Linked DNA regions of Mus musculus: regions 1, 2, 3, 5, 6 and 7 are each linked to region 4. A link is a contact called in public ChIA-PET and promoter capture Hi-C data. All regions are on one chromosome and are shown on one strand. The core of a region is the stretch at or near the end of the contact, and the rest is flanking DNA. Distances in the headings are between cores, read along the strand shown. Region 1 has its middle 25 kb from the start of Slc6a19. Region 2 holds the start of Lpcat1 (lysophosphatidylcholine acyltransferase 1). Region 3 holds the start of Tert (telomerase reverse transcriptase). Region 4 holds the start of Pdcd6 (programmed cell death 6). Region 5 holds the start of Slc12a7 (solute carrier family 12, member 7). Region 6 overlaps Tert (telomerase reverse transcriptase). Region 7 holds the start of Clptm1l (CLPTM1-like).

Region 1 (3,201 bases), core at 566-3,065, 590 kb after region 4:
AGTACCTTGTTGACCTGGGATGCTGAGAGAGGCAGAGCAGCCCCTCCTAACTCCTCTCACTGTCACTACTCCCAGTTCCAAGTGGAAGGGAGAGTAAGTAAAAGCTAGATGGTCCCAAGCTGATACTGGTATGTTCCTGTCGCTCAGCATTGCACAGAAGGTAGTACATAGCTCAAAGGGAAGCAGAGTTTACACTTGAGCCAAACATGAATGACCACAGCCCCAGAACCCCAAAACACCAGGCACCAATGAGGAAATGGTTTCACAAAGCTTTTTAGTTACAAATACGGTCATAAATCAAGGCATTTCCCAAATACATTGGTTCAGATACAGGATGTATAGAAAACTGGGGGGGGGGGGGGGGGAGATCGCCACCAGAAGTCTTAGATGTTATCTGATGACATTCTTAGCTTTTGGGTTGGTGAAAGCTAGTGGTCTGCTAAAGTGACACATTGCAAGAATTTATCTAATAGTCATAAGGACATTATGTGTGACACAGAGGTGGTGAGTAACTAAGTATTAAGCATATTAAAGATAGCCCAGGGACTGGTAAGATGGCTCAGCGGGTAAGAACACCCGACTGCTCTTCTGAAGGTCCTGAGTTCAAGTCCCAGCAACCACATGGTGGCTCACAACCTTCTGTAAGGAGATCTGATGCCCTCCCTCTTCTGGTGTGTCTGAAGACAGCTGCAGTGTACTTACATATAATAAATAAATAAAATCTTAAAAGTAAAAGAAAACAATGTTTTTTTTTTAAAAAAAAAGATAGCCCAGGATAATTTGACTCCAGAGCTACAACACTCCAAATCTCCAAAACTCAAGACACTTTAGTCAGCTAAATAGCATTTCGAATATTTATCAAAGGTGTGGCTTTTTTCTGTGAATTCACTGGAACAATGGGGAAAAGGTGGGGGAGACAGACAAGTGGGATCTGCCTTGTTCTGTCCACTAAATTCTGTAATTCTAAACTTCTCTTTAAAATGAGCTCTAAACTTAGAGTCAAACCAATGGAACACATTCATTCTTGAGACACTGGAAGGAGTCAGCTAGTATCTTGGTTGTATCTGACACTTGGCCATGAAGGAGGCCCAGGAGAGCTGGTGCTTCCTTCCTTTCTGCCTCCAGAAGATTCTTACCAGCTACGGGGGCCACAGCAGGTAGGGGCCTGAGCTTTCCTGAGCATTGGAACAGAGACAGGCTATGTTCAAATGAGTTCTGGGTGGGTATCCCTATAGCCTACAGGTAGTTTTTCTTTTGGTATTGTACAAGGATTTTAATCCAACAACATGGCTACTCTGACTGGAATACAGACAGGCTCTTAGCACACACCTTTAATCCCTCTGGCTGCAATACAGACACACTCTTAGCACACACCTTTAATCCCAAATAATGAAAGTAAAGTTAGTTTGTAGAAGGAAGCACCCGTGTTTGAAAGTGATGTCTAATTAAAAAGCAGAAAAGTGATGAATTAGAGAGAGCTTAGACAATAGGATATGCCTGTCACGAGAGCAGAGTGAAAAGAAAGGCTACTTAAGAGAGAGCAGTGCAGAGAGAGAAGGGAGGCAGTTTTACCAGACAGTTGTACAGAAACATGTTGCAGAGAGAGAACAAGCTAGACACAGGTGAAGATGGGATGAGCCAGAGAATGGGAAGGAGCTAGAAGATTAGAACATACTGCCAAAGTCAGTGTGAGGCCAAGCAGATCAATTCAGGAGAAGGCAAGAAAAAAGTCAGATAGACTCAGTCAGCGTGGAGAGGAGTCTGAGGCAGAATGGCTGAGTTAAATCAGCCAGTCAGAGATCAGAAAGAAGTAGGAAGTGGTGAGCATGTTCAGCCGCAAGTCTCAGAGACTGAAAACACTCTAGGACTAGATAAGGTTTACGGAGGCTAGACGCTTCCACGATTAGGACTAGGTTAGGCAGACTCAGTAAGCCTCTGAGTCAATTATATCAGGTGAATAAAAGGTACTTTCACACACACACACACACACACACACACACACACACACTATATATATATATATATATATATATATATATATATATATATATATATTCTCATTCATGAGACTGGCAAAAAGATATAACCTTGTAGATGTATGTGGCCAGGGTCAGTTAGAACATCCCAAATGTTTTCTTGATGTATCACAGTCCTAGCTATAAACTTCTGTCTGTCCGCCTGTCTGTCTTCCTTCCTTCCTTCCTTCTTTTTTTAGATTTATTTATCTATTTTGTATGAGTACACTGTTGTTGTCTTCAGACACACCAGAAGAGGGCATCAGATCCCATTACAGGTGGTTGTGAACTACCATGTGTCTGCTGGAAATTGAACTCAAGATCTCTGGAAGAGCAGTCAGTGCGCTCTGTCTCTGTTTCTGTCTCTGTCTCTGTCTCTCTTCCTCTCTCTCAAAAGTCAAAATCTTCAGTTAAGATTTATTTTATTTATATGAGTGCATGGTAGCTGTCTTCAGACACACCAGAAGAAGGTATTTCATGAGGGTGAACCACCATGTAGTTGCTGGGAATTGAACTCAGGACCTCTGGAAGAGCAGAAGGTGCTCTTACCCTCTGAGCCAGCCCCAACTCCTGTCTTTCTAAGAGGTGCTGGAGCATCTCAGCTGCCCCTCTCTGCTCTTGCTCAGCACCTACACGATGTGGTGGCATTTTCCCAGTGACTGTGAAAAGGAACTTGGTCAGAGTGGGGTATGGGTGCTGGTGGGATCAGGCAAGGTCTGTTCAGGATGGGTCTACCTATGGGAGACACGGTGTGGTCAGTGAAGGTGGCTGGGTCATTGCCTGGGTTTACTGAGCAGTGGTGACCAGGATTTGGCTGTCAGTAGGCACATTACAGGTATTTGAGAACTCAGTATCTATCTTAGAGAATCTCAAGGTCACAATACCCAGAAGCTCTCAAGAGAGATCAATGCTGCATCCCTGGCTACACAACTCTTAGGTCAGCTGCTCAGCTCCTGGCTATGGCCTCCCTGAAGAAGGCCCGCCCTACAACAAGACACATCTTTTTGATAGTCCACCAGTGCCCTGGATATCCAAGCTCACACCTAAGATTTCTGGGTGAGTGGACAAGAAGACTCTGTGACAGGAGCCTACTGATGCAGTATTGAGGTGGGAGCATGGGGCAGCCAGGATGGCAGGAGAGACCTAGGAGTCCCAAGCAGAGTCCTTATGACCTAAGTGGACTGAC
Region 2 (3,214 bases), core at 374-2,873, 850 kb after region 4:
GAGGCAGACTAGCAAGGTCAGAACTGGAAAGAATAACTAGGAATGGGTTGTTGATGGTGATTAGGGTGGGATGTAGTAGGATGAACCAGGAGGGACTTGACTTGGGAGGGGTCCCAAATCCACACAGGCAGCAGATCCGGGAGGAAGGAAGACCCACAAGTGACAAGGGATAGAGTTGTAGGGTAGGAGGTTGTGGACTGAAACTGAGAGTAATAAAGTTCAAATATGACTGCACCCTAAGCCCTCCTGCTGGGCACAGCCCCAGGCCGTGAGGAGCAACCTGACAGCAGCAAAGACTTCAGGAAAAGCCTCACAGGCTCCAGACACAACCAGGAAAGAGGACAAGACCTGGGGGCCAATATGAGGCCTTTACTTTACACTCTCCGTGTTCAATTCTGCTGACCATCCATTCCTACGGGTGATAACTAACCCCACTGGATGCTTTGAGCAGAAACCGGTGCTTGGGAAAGTAATAATTTCAACAGACTTTACCTTAATATTATGTCTGATAGGTTACACATTTAAAAACACCATCTCCTCCTAGAGCTGGTCCCTTACAGTTGGAAATACTACTCTGCCTGTAAACCACGGAAGTCTGAAACTGTGAACTCTGCTCATTACTCAAAGAAGGGTCCCAGAAGTGACCACAGCACCACAGACCTGGCCCCTGAGTAAAAAAAGGTCCCACGTGCCGGGTCTCACGGTGAGAACCACAAGAACAGATAGCAACTGTGCCTAGATCCAGGTCCCCGCTCACTACTAGCCAGCCGCAGCGCACAGGTTCCCTCTCACGTGGGAACTATGTTGTATAAAGTTGATACCGGGCACAGGCAGCCCAAGGGAGCATCGCTAACAACCGACACAGTGTACTAGACACAGGAAACAATCTGCAAACATGGATGTGGAAATCATCCTATTGGGTTATGCCAGGGGCCCCGCGCGTCCGGTGCTCCAGATGACAATTCAGGTTCCGACACTAGGCCACGGAGACACACAGTAGGCCTCCTAGCTGTGCGGAGACGCTGGAAAGGGGCTGCCTGATGCGAGGACACCCCCCCACCCCCGCCCACCTCCAGGCCTCCTGCTGGCGGGAACCCGGGCCAGGCCTGGGATGAGGGTGCAGGGCCCAAGGGATGGAGTGCAGGGTCCAGTACCGAAACCAAAAGGGTGTAAGTCGGCGTGCACGCAGGCGGCGGGAAGCGGGACCCTGGCGCGGGTTGGAAGAGTGCTGCAGGGGAGGGGTGCGGCTCACGGAGGACCGGGCGGCGCCCAGCCCCTCCCCACCGCATCCCGAGCGCATCCTGGATAGAGTACAGCAGCGCTGCGGAGAACCCACCTGGGCCTTCTGCAGGGCGCTCAGTCGCAGCTCGTGCACGAAGGGGTTCCGCCCCGGGGGCGCTAGGCGCCGCGCGTCGCCTGCCCCAGAGCTGGAGGAGGGGGCGGCCCGCGGCCCGCGGCCCCGCAGCCTCATGGCTGCCCGCGCCTGAGCAAGGAGTAGAGCAGATGGAGCTCAGCCGACCGAGCTCAGCTGAACCGAGCCAAGCACAGAAGAGCCGAGAGCAGCAGAGCTAGCAGAGCGCGCGGGAGAGGGCCTAGGATGCGCGGCCGCCCGGAGGCGCAGGCGCGGGAGGGGCGGCGTGACGTGGGTGGGGCCAACGGGGTGCCCCGCCCAGACCGCTCTGGGCTATGAATGCGCCTGCGCGTCTTAAGGCTCCTGGACTTAGGGGAATCCTGCGAATTTGCATGTGTAGGGAGACCTTAAATTTTGGGTCGCAGGACTGAACTGGGCAGGCCCACTTCTCAGCGCAACGCTGTCCTCACAGGCAGCTTCCTTCCCCTAACCATTGTAATCCATCAGTCGCCATCGAGGGAGAAGATAGGCTAGGAGACCCTAATTTGTATCACACCATTAACTAGGACTCTAAATAGCCTTTCTGCTAAAATGTATTCATTTGACTCACTGGATGCCTTTTGTACTTTGTATCCTGTTTTAAAATAGGATACAAAGTAGCTTTCTGATCAAAATGTATACATTTGAAAAACTAAAGAAATGCCTTTTGTAGCAACACCAGGTGCTTTTATTTGTATAGCTCATAGAACACTCAACAAGCAGGTACTGGGAGACAGAGGGTCTAGCCTCAGTCACCAGACAGGAAAAAGGAGCTAAATTCTGCCTAATTCCAGATACCCTTGGCTTCCTGTCTAACCTCCCCAAAGTCCAAACTTCCTGTGGACACCAGAGCTCTCAGAGTCTCCACCACATCCTCTCACAATAGAGTGACCAGAGCCTCTGATAACTCCTGACAGAAATGTGACCAGGCTCTGTTTTGAGGAGTTGGCTAGAAGAAAAATGCTCGCACAGATCTTGTCACTTCAAAGCTTCATCTTGTATTGGACACGTGACGTTATCTTGAGATTCCCTTGTCCCCTCTGCAAAATGAGCCATGAAGCAGCGACAGTACACATAGCCTTTCCTCTGGGCTAAGAAGGCTGTGGAGATCCTTAAGGACTATGAGCAAACTTAATGTTCTTTTTTTTTTTTTTTTTTTTTTTTCAAGACAGGGTTTCTCTGTTTAGCCCTGGCTGTCCTGGAGCTCACTTTGTAGACCAGGCTGGCCTCGAACTCAGAAATCCACCTGCCTCTGCCTCCGAGTGCTGGGATTAAAGGCGTGCGCCATCACACCCGGCCTTAATGTTCTGATATGTTGTCCTGTGACCTAGATTCCACTGATTCTAGATTTTAATTCCCATTTGTTCAAGTCTCAGACACAAGAGTGTAGCATCCAAGGATCTTCAGCTCCCTGTCAAGAAAACCCCAGGGCACAAAGGCCTATCAGGCTTACAAACAGACCTTTAGAGGAAGGAAGACAGGCGGGCCAGGTGCCACCTGAAGTCTACAAGCAAAGAAGCCTGCGGGTATCCTGGGCCAGGATTTCTGTAGCCTCAAAGCTGGGTCATAGAAAGCTGTGAACATCCTGTGTAGCGGTGTTGACCCAAGTCCACATATTTTGTGGAAAGAAAATCTTTTGCAGGTGATCATGATGACTCTAATAGATTTGTCAGGACCCATCCAGTATTAGTGATGTCTTTGTGAATGGGAGATTTGAATGAGGAGACAAGGCAGAATGGGGGGTGGGGGGATGCCATGTAAGACCAAGTTTTCCTAATTGAGGATGTTCAGCCACCTGAAGCTGGAGAGAGAGCTGGGAGGACC
Region 3 (2,836 bases), core at 231-2,730, 690 kb after region 4:
AACCTGCAATGTGACCTGAGGAGTCTGACATATTGGCACTCTGCATGGTTCACCAGCAGCTGTTGGAACAGGGGCCGCATCTGCCAGTATCGACGCGATAGACGGTGTGTCCTGCAGAGTGGTCCTGATGTCCTAGGCCTTGAGCCCAGAAAGATGATCTCCACCAGTCTCCTGGCCCCAGTCAAGTTAGGCTGGAGGTTGCTGAGTAGGAATGAGGGGTTTAGACGCTCTTGGCCATCTCCCCTGGAGTAAAGGAAATGTCTGGTCTCAATAAATGGCCTGAGCTGAAAGGCATTTTGGCGGGGTGGTGACAGCAGAGATGTGGAGCTGGGCTTGTGTTTACAGCACACCGACCCAGAGAGACTCAGGTCAGACACCTTTCCTTTAGAAGACAAATCTTTCTCTGCAGTAGGCACCTCGGGGGACCGAGCAGGACTTGGCACCCATGATTTGCCTGATGGGGTTGGTAGCACCTGCCTGTGGGGTCCCTCCTCCACTCTCGGGACAGGATAGCATCTGGCCTTCTTAGCTGAAGGCACACTTGTACTGGTGAGACTCAGATGCCTCTTTGTACCTCGAGATGGCAAGGCCAGGGGTTTCGGTGCTTCCTGGCGACTACTGCTCTTGATCTGTTGTAAGAACCTAAGGTTAGTGAAATTCCTGCCCACGGGTCGGGTGGGCCTGTAACTAGCGGACACAGAGGGCCAGATATCCGTGGTGGCACAAATTTGGTACAGGGGAGACCCACACACCTGGTAGGCACAGCTGGGGGGCACCAGAAGATAAAGAGCACAGTGTGCCAGCAGGTAGACCAGCAGGTCGTCGCCCACTCGGCTCAACAGTAGCATCCATGCACCACTGACACGCAGGGTCTCAATAACAGTGTTGGGCAAGTAGCTACGCACGCTACTAGTGAAGGCCATGGGAGGCCCGCCTCTGGCCTCGTTAAGCAGCTCAAAGCCAAAAGCCAGCACGTTTCTCTCGTTGCGCTCGCAGAGTCTCTGCACAACCCTGGCCACCAGCTCTTTCAGGGATGACACCTGGTAAGGAGAAGAGGGTCTTGACACATGAGCTAGACGCACTATCCCACGTCCTCCCGGCTTTCCGCCCCTGACCCATGGGGATCCCGCCTGGAGGCCCACCTGGTGGAAGGAAAGGTCGGCAGGTGGAGGCTGTGAGCCCCAGTGCATGCACACTAGGCATTGGGCAACCAAAGTGCGGTAGATCTTCGGGTCCCCGGGTTGCACAAGCCGCCTGCCCTCGGGCCCCAGGCGCCGCACAAAGGTTGCCAGCGGCCACACCTCCCGGTATCGGCTGCGCAGCAGAGAGCGCACCGCGGGGCAACGAGGAGCGCGGGTCATTGTGCTCAAGGCCGGGATGGGCCTCCCACGTGCGGGAACCAAGATGCAAGGGTGTGCTTAGAAAACAGCCAGGACCCAGGCCACTGAGAGTCCACGACGAAAAAGATGAGGCTGGGAACGGAGGAAGGGGCGGGATTCAGGCGGACCAAGCGTTGTAGCGGAAGGGGCGGGGTCGCAGCAATAGTACTTTTCCGTTGATGGTCACAATGCTGGTGCATGAGGACCAGGTGTGTTCCCCGGCCAAGTTCAGTGGTTGCTGGATGTGTTGGAGTAACGAAAGGGGGCGCACTCATGCAGGATTTCCCTCTACAGAATGCTTCTCGGGCTTCCTTTTCGCCCTGAGCTGGGAATCCCCAGGTGGTCTAGACTGGGGCGAGGTTTGGGCAAGCAAAGAAGCCTATCCTTGATGTATTGAAGGTTAGGTAGGCGGAGGGACCTAAGGTTTTGCCTGTTCCTGAGCTGACTGCTCCAGCCTGCTGTGGTTGACACAGACAGTGAGGTGGGTGGTGGCAATCTCAGTTCTTAATGATTACAGCTGAAATTCTACTATATAGGTTAAGGCTTTATTGTGGTGCGACCATACACTCAGATCCCAAATATGTTCCGTAAACACCCACCACCAAAGGAAGGGGACTAGGTAAAAGCCCTGCGTTAGCTTTTTTCACTGTTCCAGTGGCCTTCACCTCAGAGTCCAGAGCATCATCTCAACTCACGCACCCATAGCAAGGCCAGGGCCATTGGGTGAGGGCGCTTGCCTGTGCACACAGCCAAAGCGGCGACCTCGACCTTAGGATGGCAGCTCTGCTAGGTTGGCAACTGTGATAGTACTTGCACGTGTGAGGCGGGGGTAGGATAGGGGTGGGGGTTGTTGTTGGGGCATATGTAATGACACGACTCTGAGCCATAGTTAGAGAGGGGCTGCTGAATTTTGAATCTCTGGGAAATAGGGAATCTGTGATCTCTACTGTAGCTGAGTTTGGCAAACACTGAAATGCTAACAAATATAACCTTTGGTGCCTTCAGCTTTCTGAGGAAATTGCTTCTATCCACCGACCTAGCATTTGAACAGGCGCGTTTTCATATTTACTCCCTTATAGGAGGTCTGCCGCCTTGTAAATGCTCAGGATTACAGGAGCTATTTTAGAAGTCCGTTTAGTGGACATCAGTCTTTTTGAGGGGTTTGTTTGAGATTTGCTTAGTTCTGCTACTTAGGAGATATGGGCCTGAACTGAGAAATTTATGCCAACAATGAAGCTACCTTAGTGTAGTTCCCCAAAGAAACCAGCATAGAAAACAGTCTCAAAAATAAGAATATCGCGGGGCATGGTGGTGCACACTTGTAAGCTACCTTAGTGTAGTTCCCCAAAGAAACCAGCATAGAAAACAGTCTCAAAAATAAGAATATCGCGGGGCATGGTGGTGCACACTTGTAAGCTACTCTTGGGAAGTAGAGGCAGGATGAGAAGGCATTCAAA
Region 4 (2,873 bases), core at 359-2,858:
AGTAGCTCAAAGAAGTAGCTCAGAGAATTAGGTTAAAGGAAAGAGTGGCCCAATATGCAGACACATGATATGATTAACATCATAGGAGGACAGGGTTATCTCATTTATTTCTCTACTGGAAAGCTTAGAACAGACCTGGTTAAGAGGAAACTAAACCTGAGATAGGGCAAGGAGATAGATGGTGGCACCTGGAAGACAACTACCTGTAAGCTGTTGCAGAAGGTGGTCTCTTTGGGACTGGACCTTTATAGCATTCCAAAGTCAGCAAACAGCTGGTAGAGTCCCGGATTCAGCAGCCTCGGGTCTGCTGAAGTTTCTCTGTACTGGAAAACTTCCAGTTCAAGTAGGAAAATTATGATTAATATTTTTGTATTTCTGGTAAAGAGAAAAGGAGCCAGAGAGAGGACAGAATAAAAATAGATCTCAGATTCTAAATAAAAGAACCAGAAAAGTCTAAAAGATTATTCAAAAGTGAGATGAACAGTTTATGAGAAATTATAAAAAATGAATTCGCCAAATCCTGGAAAAAAAATCTACCTTTCTTAAAGAATTTTGTAGATTTTGAGGTAAATGTCAAAGCTATAAGATGTTTCTTTGAGCAATTTGAAAGTCTCTTAAGATGTCCTAAGAACAAGAGAAATGGAGCAGAAAACGATACAGTTGGGACTTGATCAGATCTATAGCTGTGCTAAATAATGGATGATTATCCACATGGAAGTTTCAGATGTACAAGGCCATACTCTTGGCCCTTGGTCTCTTCACCCTCTTCTTTAGTTATGGGGTAAACAAACCCCCCATAAAGACAGCATAGCAGTTCTTATTATAAGTCTGTCCCTGGATGAGGACTACAGGAAGGCTGGAATAATCCTATGGCAGAACGGAGTAATCTGTATCTTGAGCTATTCACAGTATTCAGATTTAGGTGGAAGGATGGCCTGACAGCCCGTGAATGTGACCGGTTGGTAGTTGCCCCAATGCTATGCATTTTCCCATTTAGGGACATTCCAAACTATAAAAGCACCATAGAATTAGTATCTAGAACGAAAGAAGGAATACTTATAATTAAAAGGAGTAACCACCAAAAGTACAGAAGTCCAAGTAAGGGGTGGAGAAAACACAGCTCTCACCTCAGGACCAAACCTCACTCGGGCCATTTACAAATGAAGTCACTGCAAACCTAGGGAGGCTGGGCATAAACCGATATAAGCAAGTGGGAAGGCAAGAAGGTGTAGTATGGACAGACGGACAAACTCCAGAGTGCACAAAATGCACTTTGCGTTTCCGCCGAGGACTTCATGCGGTTGGTGCACATCACATTCGCACTAAATACTAATGCAGACGTAAAGGGAAGCCGTCGGTCCAAGTGAAAGCTTTCACCACTTTCCGTTACAGGTCGAGGCGTTTTGTAAGCTTGGGTCGGCCCCTCATGGCGTGGTCTCTTCTGAGCTCACCCGCCGCAGCTTCGGGCTGAGACACACAGGAGGGCGGAGCGGGGTGGGGCTGAAAAGGAAAGGGACACCCAAGGCCGGGCAAGAGTAGGAGGCGGAGCTCAGACTAACCCCAAGGCCCTCCAGACGTTGCGTGGCAACGGACCACGCCTGCCAAGTGACTCAAAGGTGCGCGCTTCCGTTGTTCCCAGGAAGTTGTGGGCTCCTGGTCCTGCCCCATAACTGAGGCGGAAGCATAGCTTGTGGAGCTGGGCCGCGTTGCCGCTGTGCATCAGCCCATGGCTGCCTACTCCTACCGCCCAGGCCCGGGTGGTGGCCCCGGCCCTGCTGCTGGAGCTGCACTGCCAGACCAGAGCTTCCTGTGGAACGTCTTCCAGCGGTAAGGCCAGCGCCGCTCAGCTCCTTCGGCCCTTGGGTCGGTCCTCAGTTTTCAGGGCCTATTCTCCAGTCCTCCCTCTCCCCAGCCCTTCATCCCCCGACCTCCTTCCCAGTCCTTCCTACTCCCCTCCATCCCCGACTTTCTCTCTTCTACAATAGCACAGGGTTCAGGGTCATGTTGGCAGTGACTTTGCCCAGGGCCGAAGGGCGCGGAACAGTCGCCCTACAGGGTCAGGTGCTTGCGTTAGAAACAGGACAAATCTTGAATCAGGAAAACGGCATCAGTGAAAAGAGCTGGCTGCTATTGCATGTCTTCTGTCCCTGGCCGTCCTTCTGAATGACTGATTGTCTTTCCACTGACTCGTGCCAAAGAATGACTTATTCGTCCTAGAGAATCTTTCTTTACCTATTATGATGAACTGGTGCAGGTATAAATTAAGCAGACTTGAAGAGCTAACAGAAAGCTTGAAAGGAATAGAGAAAAGATGACTCAACCCCTCCTACTGCTTCTGGTTGTTCATTAGTCTCTGGCACACCTGGGGGCGTGTGACATTCCAGCTGAGCAAAGAGGAAGGTCTGGCCAGAGTAACATTCCAGACCTAGTGTAGATTGATGAAAATGATGTCTTGGCTATGTTTTATTTTTAATACTTCCTTTACATTTAATCACCAGCTTACCTGTTTTCTGTTTGTTTGTTTGTTTGTTTGTTTTTGTAGGGTTGATAAAGACAGGAGTGGAGTGATTTCAGACAATGAGCTTCAGCAAGCATTATCCAATGGTGAGTTGAAGCCTGATTCATTCACAGTAAGCAGTTTCCTTCCTGGAATTATTTCCAAAGAAGTCCTTAAGACTAAATTGCCATTACCGGTATAAGGTAAAGGTGTTTGCTAAGCTTCTGTGTTTGTATTTTCTTAATTATCATTGCTGCCTTACCGAGCTCCAGAACAAATGTATGTGAGCCTCTGAAATGGGAGCTATAGTGTAGACCTTGCCCAAGAGTGAAAAAGGTTAGCTCTGTGCAACAGAGGTCCCTCACTTATCTAGAAG
Region 5 (3,032 bases), core at 507-3,006, 550 kb after region 4:
TTCCTAGAAGCTGAATCCTCAGCCCTGACTGGCGTCAGGCACCACTTGAGAGTCCTGATACTGTAGGGAACAAGAAATGAATCAAAAGGAAAATTACCTCTGCCTGAGACACTAATCATATAGGACATCTGCAGAATTGTAGAATTGTCTGTCTCAGGCCACTGGGCACCAGGAAGGGCTTTGGGGGCTCTACTCTGGGGGTCTCTGTGATGCTGCTGACCCTCTTCACACTTCCCTGGCTGATGGACACTGAGTTTGGACTTCTAGATTCTGCCTCCACCTTACAACTGATTTTATGTGTTTAGCCAGGCAGCAGCCCTGAGACATAGAATGCTTTGTCTGTGCAGAGAAAGCTGGACAGTCCAGCATCTCATGGAGAGGGTCACAGAGTGAGACAGGCAGGCTGCGGACCTGGGCTAGGCCACTTCCGGGCCAGCACTCCTAGTCTATGAATGCAGGCTCCTAAAAGTATGGACTAGAGGAAGCGCAGTTTCTACTGCCTGTATTCTGAGCAGCAAAAGCTCTGATGCCATATATAAAAGATCCGTCCATCTCTTGAGGATTGCACCCTCTTTTCCTTCCAGACCCAGAACCTGGAGCCCAAACCTCCAATGTAAAACTTGGGGTAGGTGCAAGGCCAGCTGCAGCTGTAGGTCTGTGCTGGGTCCTCTCACCTATTAGGGCCTATTAGGATCTAGGTCTAGAAGAGAGTTGGAACAGGGAGGAAGCAGTCAGTTCAAGGTGACTTGCCATCAGCAGAGAGGGTGCTGAGAAGTAGGATGGAGAGAGATTCCCAGGCCCATCACCACCCCGTGGAAAGTGAAAGTGCCAGAGAGCTCCGGATCCAAGGAACAAAGAGCAGCAAAGAGAAGCCCGCGCTCAGAGTGCGCAGCCCCCTCCCCAGGCTTACACGGGCCTCTGTCCTTCCTCTAAGATCCCAAGGGAAGTTTGGCTGGTCCAAGGTCAGTGGAGGCAGATCTGGGATCCCAGTCGGATTTATCGGTTGACCACACTGGGCCATCCTGGAGCAAAAGAAAGCTTGCCCAGAGGAAGCTGTCCGTCAGTGAGATCACCCATCCAGGGGTCTGTACCTCCAGCTCTCCCAGGTACCACCTAGACACCTGGGCCTTCCCGTTCCATAGGTACCTCCAGTAGCTCTGCAACTCCTCCCTAGTCCCGTCAGAGTTGCCAAACCAAGTAGTTTCCGGTGCTCCAGCCTCGATGCTCCAGTCAGGCCATGCAGAGAGGTGGGAACCGCGCCCCCAGGGCTGACTGAGTCAGGCCAACAGGGAGATATGCAGCGGGCGCCTCAAGCAAGGAGCAGAGCACTGAATTCAAGAAACTGAACGAACAGGGCCAACAAACCACCAGCCCAAGAATCCTCTCCCGGTCTCGGGTCACTCCTCCGAGCCAGGCAGATACCAGTTGGCCCTTCTGACCCCTTCCCATCGCCCCGCTACGCGCCGCGCGGGCCGCCGCCAACCAACGAGTCAGAGCGGCCCAGCGGCAGCAGAAGGGCCCAGCCTCTGCCTTTGTCCCGTTGCAGGTGCGGCCAAGCTCACCCGGCGTAGGGGAGGTTTGATCCACGCTCTCGGGAGACTCGGGTTCTTCCGTGCGCTCAGCAGCTTCGTCCCCGGCGCCGTCGGCGCGCGCCTCCACCGGCACCACCGTAAAGTTCGTGGGCATGGCTCCGTTAGACTCTGCTGTCCCTCGCAGCCACACGCTGCTCCAGAGCAGCCGCCGGACTCCGGCGTAGGGGCGGGGTCCGCCCGGCCCGCCCTTGCCCGCCACGTGACCTCACCTGCCCGCCCCCACGGCTCGGGAAAAGTTTGCCCGGGGCGGGGTCGGGAGGCTTCCGGAACGACCACGCCCACCAGACGCTCCACCCCTTAAAACTCCGCCCCTGTAGCCACAGTCTCAGGGTTGCCCCGCCAGAGCCCTGTACCCTCAAGGACTCGGTACGCACAAACCCAACCCCTAGAGGCCACCGCTGAATGAACTGCCCACAGATGCAGACCTCCCTCAGCATAAGAGACACCAGTTCCTCCCCGCAGGACCGCGTCCTCCTCCCATTCCTACTCACAACACAGGCTCAGAGCCCTCCCGCCCTCCAAGAGCCTGTCATTCACCACTTCCACAGCTTCAGTTCTTCCATTCTCATTCCAAACTCCCGTGGGGCTCTTCTCCCACCACCCCACAGGTCATGGCTCCTTTCTCTCAGTTTGCAGCTCCTCATCTCCACCAACGCTGGTGATCTGGGCCCAGGCCCTGACCAGGTCAGGCTGCTAACCTAGGCCAGGGAGTAATGGCCAATCAGGGGACGCTGTGCACCCTGGGGTTAAGTAATCCCACCCAAGAAGGTCACTGGGCTCTGGGACAGGCCTAGCCAGCCAAGCCCGAGACTCTTTGTACCTGCTGGCAGGAGTGTTCCACGATCCAACCTGGGGAACCCTTGCAGCCCAAACTTGGAGGGTGGCAGTTCCTCCCTTTGGCTCCAAGGGCAGGTAAATTCCGAAGGTAGTAGTGACAGGAAGATCCGAGCAAAGAGTTCCAGAACACCACATGGTGGAAGTCACAGATCTTCCGGAATTTCAGGACCTTGTGCATTTTCAATGAAAGACTGGTGAAAAACTGGAAACAAATATTCTTCAAGAGAGAATGGAACTAAAATGTTAGGGTATCATACCCAACACATCCTACAAAAAGCCATAGCCCCCAGGTGCAACAAGTCACCCAAAACTGTTTTAGATGGTCAAAGAGAAACACAGGTGATATGCCTAGAGCTGCTCACAACCTGTGGAACAGGGCCAGCCAGGTGGCCTGGCCCAGTTCAATCAGGGACACGGACTGGAAGGCAGCTGCCGGACCAGTGACACCGCTGGGATAGGCTGAGATACGGGAGTTAAAGGGATTTGCATATCCTACCGATGAGAATAAAACATTTTGAAACTAACTCAGAAAAGCCATTTCTGGGAAAGCCCAACTGTACCCAGTATGGCCGGCTTTCTGCCCTCTGCCAGGAAGGAGCTTGG
Region 6 (3,042 bases), core at 142-2,641, 670 kb after region 4:
TGGGGGATCAGACAGAGGCTGAAGAACCCAGCTGGCCACAGACCCTCATGATCTCTCAACACCTCCCTAACCTGCTAGGGCTGAGGCCCAGGAAGGATGGTTGGTTACACTAGCTCCTGAGTGAGTGCATGATGCCCCCCTGCCCCCGCCCCCCCGCCCGCCCACCATGAGACCCCGCCCACCGTGAGAATGCTGGCCCTTGGCCGTCTACGCACCTGGATTCTTGACCTTCAGGATAGCATAGCAGCAGGATGCTTGGCTGGAGATGATGCCCAGAAAGAATGTGAGGTTCTTCCTAACACGCTGGTCAAAGGGAAGCTGAATCACACATGCATGGAACCTGGGCGGGAGCCACAGTGGAGAGGAAGAGGCCCTGGTAAGTGTGCATACACACAAGTGCAAGCTCTCGTCTATGCATACATGTGAATTATAAACAGAGATTCATGTGCATCACATATTTGCGTGTACAAATGGAATTACAACTACAAGTGAACACACAAGCATGTGTGTGTGTGCGCGCACACATGTCTTCATTCCTATATAATGTCATGAAACTAGTCCCTTCCCAGGTACCCTGTGCACCTGCTACGTCATGTCATATCGGGGGTAGACTGCCTGACACTGAAATTGTGTCCTCTATAGCACAAGCTCTTCCCCACACCCAGCCCCAGTGACCAGGAGGTTACTTAGAGGCAGCCAGATCCACAGTGGCATAAATCTGACCTGTGGTTGGTATGACCATCTGCCAACTCTCAGCAGAATGGTGCCCTCTGCTACAGCTCTGCAGGGCAGCTCTCCTTTCACGAATCAAGGGAAACCAATTCCACCCCTACAGGAAACCTCAGAAGAAAGGGCCTACGTATGCTGTGTGCCTATGGTCATGTAGAGTAGTGACTGTGTAATGAATGAATGACATGGGTCTGGCCTAGTGCACCTGACTTCAGATGCATAGAACCGAGGACAAAAATGTTCCAGAGGCATAAGCCAATGTGTAGGGCACATTGGTGGCCAGGATACTTTCAGCTGGGTGCTTGTTGTGCCTTCTGGTGCAAGACTGGTGACACTATCAGCAATAGCTCTGGTTCTCTGCTTTCTGGGGCTCTGGGTCCCCCTGCTTCCCTTTCTCATCTGATTCCTTCTGCGGTGCTTTCTTGGGGGGCTCCTTATGCCAGCATCCCCTCCTGTCTCAAGACCACGGGCTCTGGTTAGCACATAAGGTTACATGTGCTCTCTCAGCACAGGGAGACCAGAAGAGGGTCTTACCTTACAAATATGGGGTTGTGTGGAGACTCAACTAAATGCTGCCTTTTCCTGACTGCATTTCAGTGGCCACCCAACCAGGGGGAGCCAAGAGCAGCTCCGCCTTGAGCTTCAGAACCCCAGCCGACAGCAAGGCCGGCATTTCTGGTCTGTGCCTCCCTCTAGTGGTGGCACAGCCCATGACTCACCTGTAGGCCTGAAGCAGGAAGATCTTGTATATATTGATGCAGACTGTCTGGAGGCTGTTCACCTGGAGTCCCAAGAGAAAGAGAACCATCAGCAATGTCCCTGAGATCACAAATGAACACTTTCTGTGTTGTTGTCAAATAGGATGAGAAAGCCACTTGTGGGGAAACTCCCCCACCAAAATCATGCCAGGCCCTCATGGGGAGGAAGCAGGAGAGAGCTGAGGCCAAAGCCTACCACAGTGGCCCCTGCTGGACAGAGACCTCAGCAGTCATGGCCTAAGAGTCAACCGCCAAGGTCAGGATCCAGGGAACCTTTCTCTCTGTGGGAGCGAATGTCAGGATTGGAAAGTGATGGGGATGAGCAGGGTGAATGCTCAGGGATCCTCAGTACACATCCACTTTTCTACATGTTCCTCACATACACGGCTTGCACCTGTACACACATGTGCATATCCATGAACACCCCTGCCCCCCCAGAGAACAGGATCTATCCTAAGATCCAACAGGTGAGGTAGCTGCCTGTTTGCTCACCTGCAAGTCTAGAAATAGACCGTGACACTTCAACCGCAAGACCGACAGGAGCTTGTTCCGCATGGTCTTCCCAGCTTTGAAGACACTCTGGAAGGTGAGGCTCGTCTTAATTGAGGTCTGGGCATAACTGCAGCACAAAGGTATTCTGTGTGATTCCCACACTAAGCTCCTGAGAGACCGACATCAGTGCCCTTCCACCTCTTGTCCCTCTCTGCCACACAAGGCAGGCTTAGATGCGGTTGGACCTTCACACATGGAACCCATTCCGGCTCTTGGGACTCGCTTACAGCACCGCCAGAGCCCTGGACAGCCAAACCCAACCAGATGTAGTGAACAACATACATCTTATCCGGGCATGGGATTACCAGACATCTTTGCTCATCGGTGGCAAATAAGAGCTGTGAAAATTCAGTTCAGAAGGAATTGTAAATCTATAGGAAGTCACAACCCTGTGTGTGCTTCTTTAAGTGTGACTGCAGCCTGACAGAGCACCTTCCCAACACAAGACTGTGATTGGAGCATATTATCTCCAGTCAGAGTTTGGTGACAGCAAACAGTAAGGGATTGCCTACAGTGGTGTCCAACCACCTGCAGACTGCAGGATGCATCTTGGTCACTTTGGGACAACAGATGGGACATGTCCAGGACAGGATGAAGGGGTGTTGCCTTCTTGTCATCCAGTGACTTTGCATGATCCTCAAAGATGAATACAAGCGACAGGTACAATTACCTCTGTCAGGTTTCTTATTTTTATATGTGTGTGAATGCATGCCGGTGAGTGTGGGTGGAGGCCAGAGGAAGGGGTGCCATGCTTCACGATACTCTGCGGTATTCTGTCACTTCTCATCACATTTTGTATGTGAGGAGAAAAAAGAAATTCTTATGTTCACTATGTTTTCCCTTTAGGATGTTGCTAGTCACTCCGGCTGACCTCCAGACACGCTGTCCCTGGCTCAGGCAGAAGGAAGAGCTGAGCTGATGCATCCACACCGAAGCCTCAGAGGGTGAGCTCACAGCCACTCTTGACATGGACTCTGGAAGCAGGAACCTTATGGTCTACATA
Region 7 (3,204 bases), core at 357-2,856, 710 kb after region 4:
AACTAGTGAATGGCACCAGGACGTCCAACCTCCATTTCAAGAGGATGGGCATGGGTAGTTAATAACTACCCTAGGGCCACAGGCTAATAGGCATGGACAGTGATGCACTGGGTGGGAGCTAAAGACTGGTTGGCTAGTGAGCTTGATACCTGTTGGGCAGTACAGGATCTTGATTGGATGAGCAATTTTACAAATTTTATTTGAACTTTTGCACGTTAAAATCATATGTCAAATGCTAAGCCATGTTAATTCCCAAAAGTTACTGTATATAGCTGAGCATTGAGATTTATATTCTAATGCCAAAGGTCACTTACTTGTAAGTAACAAGTGAACTAACTACTCTTACTAGGTAGGCCAATGTATCATTCCTTGGGAGACTACATGGGCTGTAGTAAACCACGCTGCCCTTAGATTGCAGTAAAAGCTACTTGCTAAGTGACAAACACCTGTTACTTTCAGCTTGACTGTTTACACAGACCCTAGACAGGAGTGCTTCTATAGGATGTCCTCACTCTACATACAATGCTATCCATGACATCCTGGAACCCATCTCTGGCAATCTGTCCCACATCCACACCTTTCAAATTTGGAATCCACATCAAAGTCTTCCACGTTCAAGATCAGGTCCACATTGTTCTCTGCACCAAGGCTGGACCGTGTGGTGGTGTAAACACTCAGCTGGAAAGAGTGAGCAAGAATGAATAGCCAAAAGGTCCTGATAGAAAACATGTAACTATTGTGAGAGGGTAGCAATCTGAGGGCTACCTCTCAGAGGGTGAGCTTGGGCAAGATGGCCTGTGTGACACTGCTGTGAACAAGGAACCTAACTGTAGAGCTGACCTGTCCGGAATTCCCACTAGAAGCAGGAAGTGACACAGGTGATAAGAGGGCAGAGCTAGCAGCCTGACTCCCATATGGCTGGAGATCTCCTGTTAACTTCCACTGGGGTCCCGTTAGGAAACACGTGTAGGGCAACTGGATCTCAGTTATAATCGGGGTAGGGCAGAGCACCAAGGGGTAACAAGAGAGCAGCAGAGAACAGAGAAGTCTCAACTCCAGCTCTCACTGCCACCTAACCAGAACATTGGACAGTGACATCAGTGATAAGGGGCAAAACTGGTAGCCCGAAACCCTCTGACCAGTGCCAGTAGGGGGTGGGTGGTAGCACCCGGCCGGGAGGCGCCTTCTTAGGGCTCCCGGACGCTCACCTGCAGTTTGGGCCGCAGGGCCAGATAGGGCTGGATGCAGTTGGAGTCACCCGAGCACGGACGGGTATAGACGATACCGTACATGACCCAGCAGGTATGCACCACGTACACCAGGAACACGCCCACCACCAAGCTGGTAAAAGAGCTGCGGCCGCTCCACATGGCGCCGCAACCTGCGGGCCGAGCGCCGCCGCCGCCCGCCGCTCACGGGAGAGCCGCTGCGCGCCACCGCCACCGCCGCGGGGAAACCAACGCGCCTCGCGCGGGCCGCCGGCCGCCCCGCATGCTCCCGATAACCCACACCCGGCGCTGGGGGATTGGCCGGATTTGCCGGCCACCGCTTCCGGGAACCGAGCAGCTGGCGGAAGTGGACGCGCACGGCCCTCTGGGAGCCAGACGCTCCGCCACGCACTCGCAACCTCACGACGACCGCACGACCGGCGCGCGCGCGTGACGTCAGCCTCTTGCGCCGTACTCCCGGCATGCCTGTGGGAGCCCAGGTCCGCCACCAACCTTGGCGGCACCCGGTTCTTGGAAATTTTTTCTTTGCGTTGCTCTTCTTAAGGCCCTGTGCAGCCTTACGGCGGCGCCCCAGGATGATGGCGGGGACGACCCTGATCCTGGCTCTTCAAAGTCTAGGGGAGCGTCCAAAAGTTAAGAAAACACGGAGGAGACTCAGGAAACTCAAATACCGATTTCTCGGGTGTGAGGTTACTGTGTTGATAACATGCAGTTCAAGATGGCCAGAAAAGGTCAAAAAGAGTTTTTACAGGTCACTTGCCCCTTTTGTCAGAAGAATAAGTTCCTTTGCGGTAATATAAATCTTAATCCTGGCTAACATGCAAAGGTAGGTTATATCTCAAGAAGATCTTTTTCCCGGACTTCCCATTACTCATTCAGATAAAACCATCTGGGTTCTTAAATTTATTTATTCACTTTACATCCCGATGTCAGCCCCTACTCTCCTCTTATCCTCTCCCCTGTCCCCTCTCCCCTTCTCATCTCAGAAGGGGGTAGGCCACTCAGATAAACCATCGGAGTCCATTAATTGTTCACTTTACGTCCTGATGCCAGCCCCTACTCTCTTCCCTACTCCCTCTCCCCTTCTCTGAGAAGGGGAGGCTCCACTGGGTACCAACCCACCCCTGGCACATCAAGTCACTGCAGGACTGGCCACATTCTCTCCCACTGAGGCCAGACAAGGCAGCCTAGTTAGGGGAACGGGATCCACAGGTAGGCAACACTGGGACAGACCCGGGTCCATTTGTTGGGGAACTTGAATGAAGACCAAGCTGCACATCTGCTATATATGTGTTGGGGTGGGGTGTAGGTCCAGTCCATGTATGCTCTTTGGTTGGTGGTTTAGTCTTTGGGAGACCCCCAAGGGCCCAGGTTAGTTGACTCTGTTGGTCTTGTGGACTCCTGTCCCCCCCAGATCTCAATTCTTGCTCCAACTTTTCTATAAGACTCCCCAAGCTCTGTCTAATGTTTAGCTGTGGGTCTCTGTATCTGTTTCAGTCAGCTGCTGGGTAGAGCCTCTTAAGAGGACAGTTATGCTAGGCTCCTCTCTGCAAGAATAACAGAGTATCAGGTTCTTCTGGCCTTCATTTTAATCTTCTTAAATATTTCTTGGTTTAGGGTATACACAGTTTCTAGAGTGAAGTGGCCAGTGCTGTGACAGCCCAGGACGATGGCCTGCAGAGATCAAGCAAAAAATGATATTTCCTGTTTTCAGAAGCTTGTTGGCTGTTGGTGCTTTTCATTAGTGACCAGCTCCTTACTCTATGGTGGCCTCAGAAACTTAAGTTTTGGAGCTCATTGTTCTCAAAACGGCATTCTCATGTTTCTCACACGTGTAATCAGAAGTGTGATTGGGCATTTTCTAAAAATGGTGCTTTTAAATAGAAGGTTTCAGAAATGGAGCACCTATTTCAGCATGAGGGTATCTTAGGGTTTCTATTGCTTCGATGAACACCATAACTGAAAGAAATTTGGA

Evidence for each region. Promoter capture Hi-C pulls out the DNA fragments that hold promoters and counts their contacts. ChIA-PET counts read pairs in DNA pulled down with a chosen protein or histone mark.
Region 1: an RNA polymerase II ChIA-PET map of memory CD8 T cells shows a contact between it and region 4, with 14 read pairs. The contact joins the enhancer-like site here to the promoter of Pdcd6 in region 4. A contact is called at or near these places in 5 of 39 promoter capture datasets (the 3T3-L1 cell line, cranial neural crest, embryonic stem cells and 1 more), 2 of 15 datasets of contacts at CTCF or cohesin (embryonic stem cells and large pre-B cells), 23 of 484 Hi-C or Micro-C datasets (B cells, the Ba/F3 cell line, the N1E-115 cell line and 10 more), 4 of 115 datasets of contacts at active chromatin or transcription factors (astrocytes, effector CD8 T cells, embryonic stem cells and 1 more) and 1 of 9 other capture datasets (embryonic stem cells).
Region 2: a contact with region 4 is called in a promoter capture Hi-C map of pre-B cells, with 3 times the contacts expected there. The contact joins the promoter of Lpcat1 here to the promoter of Pdcd6 in region 4. A contact is called at or near these places in 3 of 39 promoter capture datasets (cranial neural crest, hippocampal neurons and pre-B cells) and 1 of 115 datasets of contacts at active chromatin or transcription factors (memory CD8 T cells).
Region 3: an RNA polymerase II ChIA-PET map of memory CD8 T cells shows a contact between it and region 4, with 15 read pairs. The contact joins the promoter of Tert here to the promoter of Pdcd6 in region 4. A contact is called at or near these places in 3 of 39 promoter capture datasets (hippocampal neurons and liver), 3 of 484 Hi-C or Micro-C datasets (the G1E-ER4 cell line and liver) and 1 of 115 datasets of contacts at active chromatin or transcription factors (memory CD8 T cells).
Region 5: a contact with region 4 is called in a promoter capture Hi-C map of liver, with 2.1 times the contacts expected there. The contact joins the promoter of Slc12a7 here to the promoter of Pdcd6 in region 4. A contact is called at or near these places in 2 of 39 promoter capture datasets (cranial neural crest and liver), 1 of 484 Hi-C or Micro-C datasets (muscle stem cells) and 1 of 115 datasets of contacts at active chromatin or transcription factors (memory CD8 T cells).
Region 6: an RNA polymerase II ChIA-PET map of memory CD8 T cells shows a contact between it and region 4, with 4 times the contacts expected there. The contact joins the enhancer-like site here to the promoter of Pdcd6 in region 4. A contact is called at or near these places in 1 of 39 promoter capture datasets (cranial neural crest), 1 of 15 datasets of contacts at CTCF or cohesin (large pre-B cells), 2 of 484 Hi-C or Micro-C datasets (cerebral cortex and olfactory sensory neurons), 1 of 115 datasets of contacts at active chromatin or transcription factors (memory CD8 T cells) and 1 of 9 other capture datasets (embryonic stem cells).
Region 7: a contact with region 4 is called in a promoter capture Hi-C map of pre-B cells, with 2.6 times the contacts expected there. The contact joins the promoter of Clptm1l here to the promoter of Pdcd6 in region 4. A contact is called at or near these places in 8 of 39 promoter capture datasets (the C10 cell line, cranial neural crest, embryonic stem cells and 3 more), 4 of 484 Hi-C or Micro-C datasets (the G1E-ER4 cell line and liver), 1 of 115 datasets of contacts at active chromatin or transcription factors (memory CD8 T cells) and 1 of 9 other capture datasets (adipose tissue).

The regions. Positions count from the first base shown.
Region 1 is chr13:73,724,120-73,727,320 of GRCm38.p6, reverse strand. No RefSeq gene overlaps it. Among named protein-coding and RNA genes, the nearest start is that of Slc6a19, 25 kb to the right of the region's middle. Within about 2 kb of position 1,815, at least 37 of the 459 cell types and tissues checked have an H3K27ac peak or open chromatin away from gene starts, as enhancers often do. A contact at or near this core is called in B cells, effector CD8 T cells and memory CD8 T cells, where this site is marked.
Region 2 is chr13:73,465,640-73,468,853 of GRCm38.p6, reverse strand. Lpcat1 (lysophosphatidylcholine acyltransferase 1) reads right to left here and starts at 1,623. Exons shown (of 14, transcript NM_145376.6): 1 at 1,337-1,623. The coding sequence starts at 1,471.
Region 3 is chr13:73,625,555-73,628,390 of GRCm38.p6, reverse strand. Tert (telomerase reverse transcriptase) reads right to left here and starts at 1,480. Exons shown (of 16, transcript NM_009354.2): 1 at 1,143-1,480; 2 at 1-1,040. The coding sequence starts at 1,361. RefSeq lists enhancers at 1,541-1,561, 1,702-1,721 and a promoter at 1,391-2,836.
Region 4 is chr13:74,316,061-74,318,933 of GRCm38.p6, reverse strand. Pdcd6 (programmed cell death 6) reads left to right here and starts at 1,608. Exons shown (of 6, transcript NM_011051.3): 1 at 1,608-1,827; 2 at 2,543-2,604. The coding sequence starts at 1,727.
Region 5 is chr13:73,762,421-73,765,452 of GRCm38.p6, reverse strand. Slc12a7 (solute carrier family 12, member 7) reads right to left here and starts at 1,756. Exons shown (of 24, transcript NM_011390.2): 1 at 1,563-1,756. The coding sequence starts at 1,686.
Region 6 is chr13:73,645,245-73,648,286 of GRCm38.p6, reverse strand. It overlaps Tert (telomerase reverse transcriptase), which reads right to left. Exons shown (of 16, transcript NM_009354.2): 12 at 1,980-2,106; 13 at 1,449-1,510; 14 at 216-340. Among named protein-coding and RNA genes, the nearest start is that of Tert, 20 kb to the right of the region's middle. Within about 2 kb of position 1,391, at least 10 of the 459 cell types and tissues checked have an H3K27ac peak or open chromatin away from gene starts, as enhancers often do. A contact at or near this core is called in memory CD8 T cells, where this site is marked.
Region 7 is chr13:73,602,404-73,605,607 of GRCm38.p6, reverse strand. It overlaps Clptm1l (CLPTM1-like), which reads right to left and starts at 1,606. Exons shown (of 17, transcript NM_146047.2): 1 at 1,209-1,606; 2 at 578-678. The coding sequence starts at 1,370.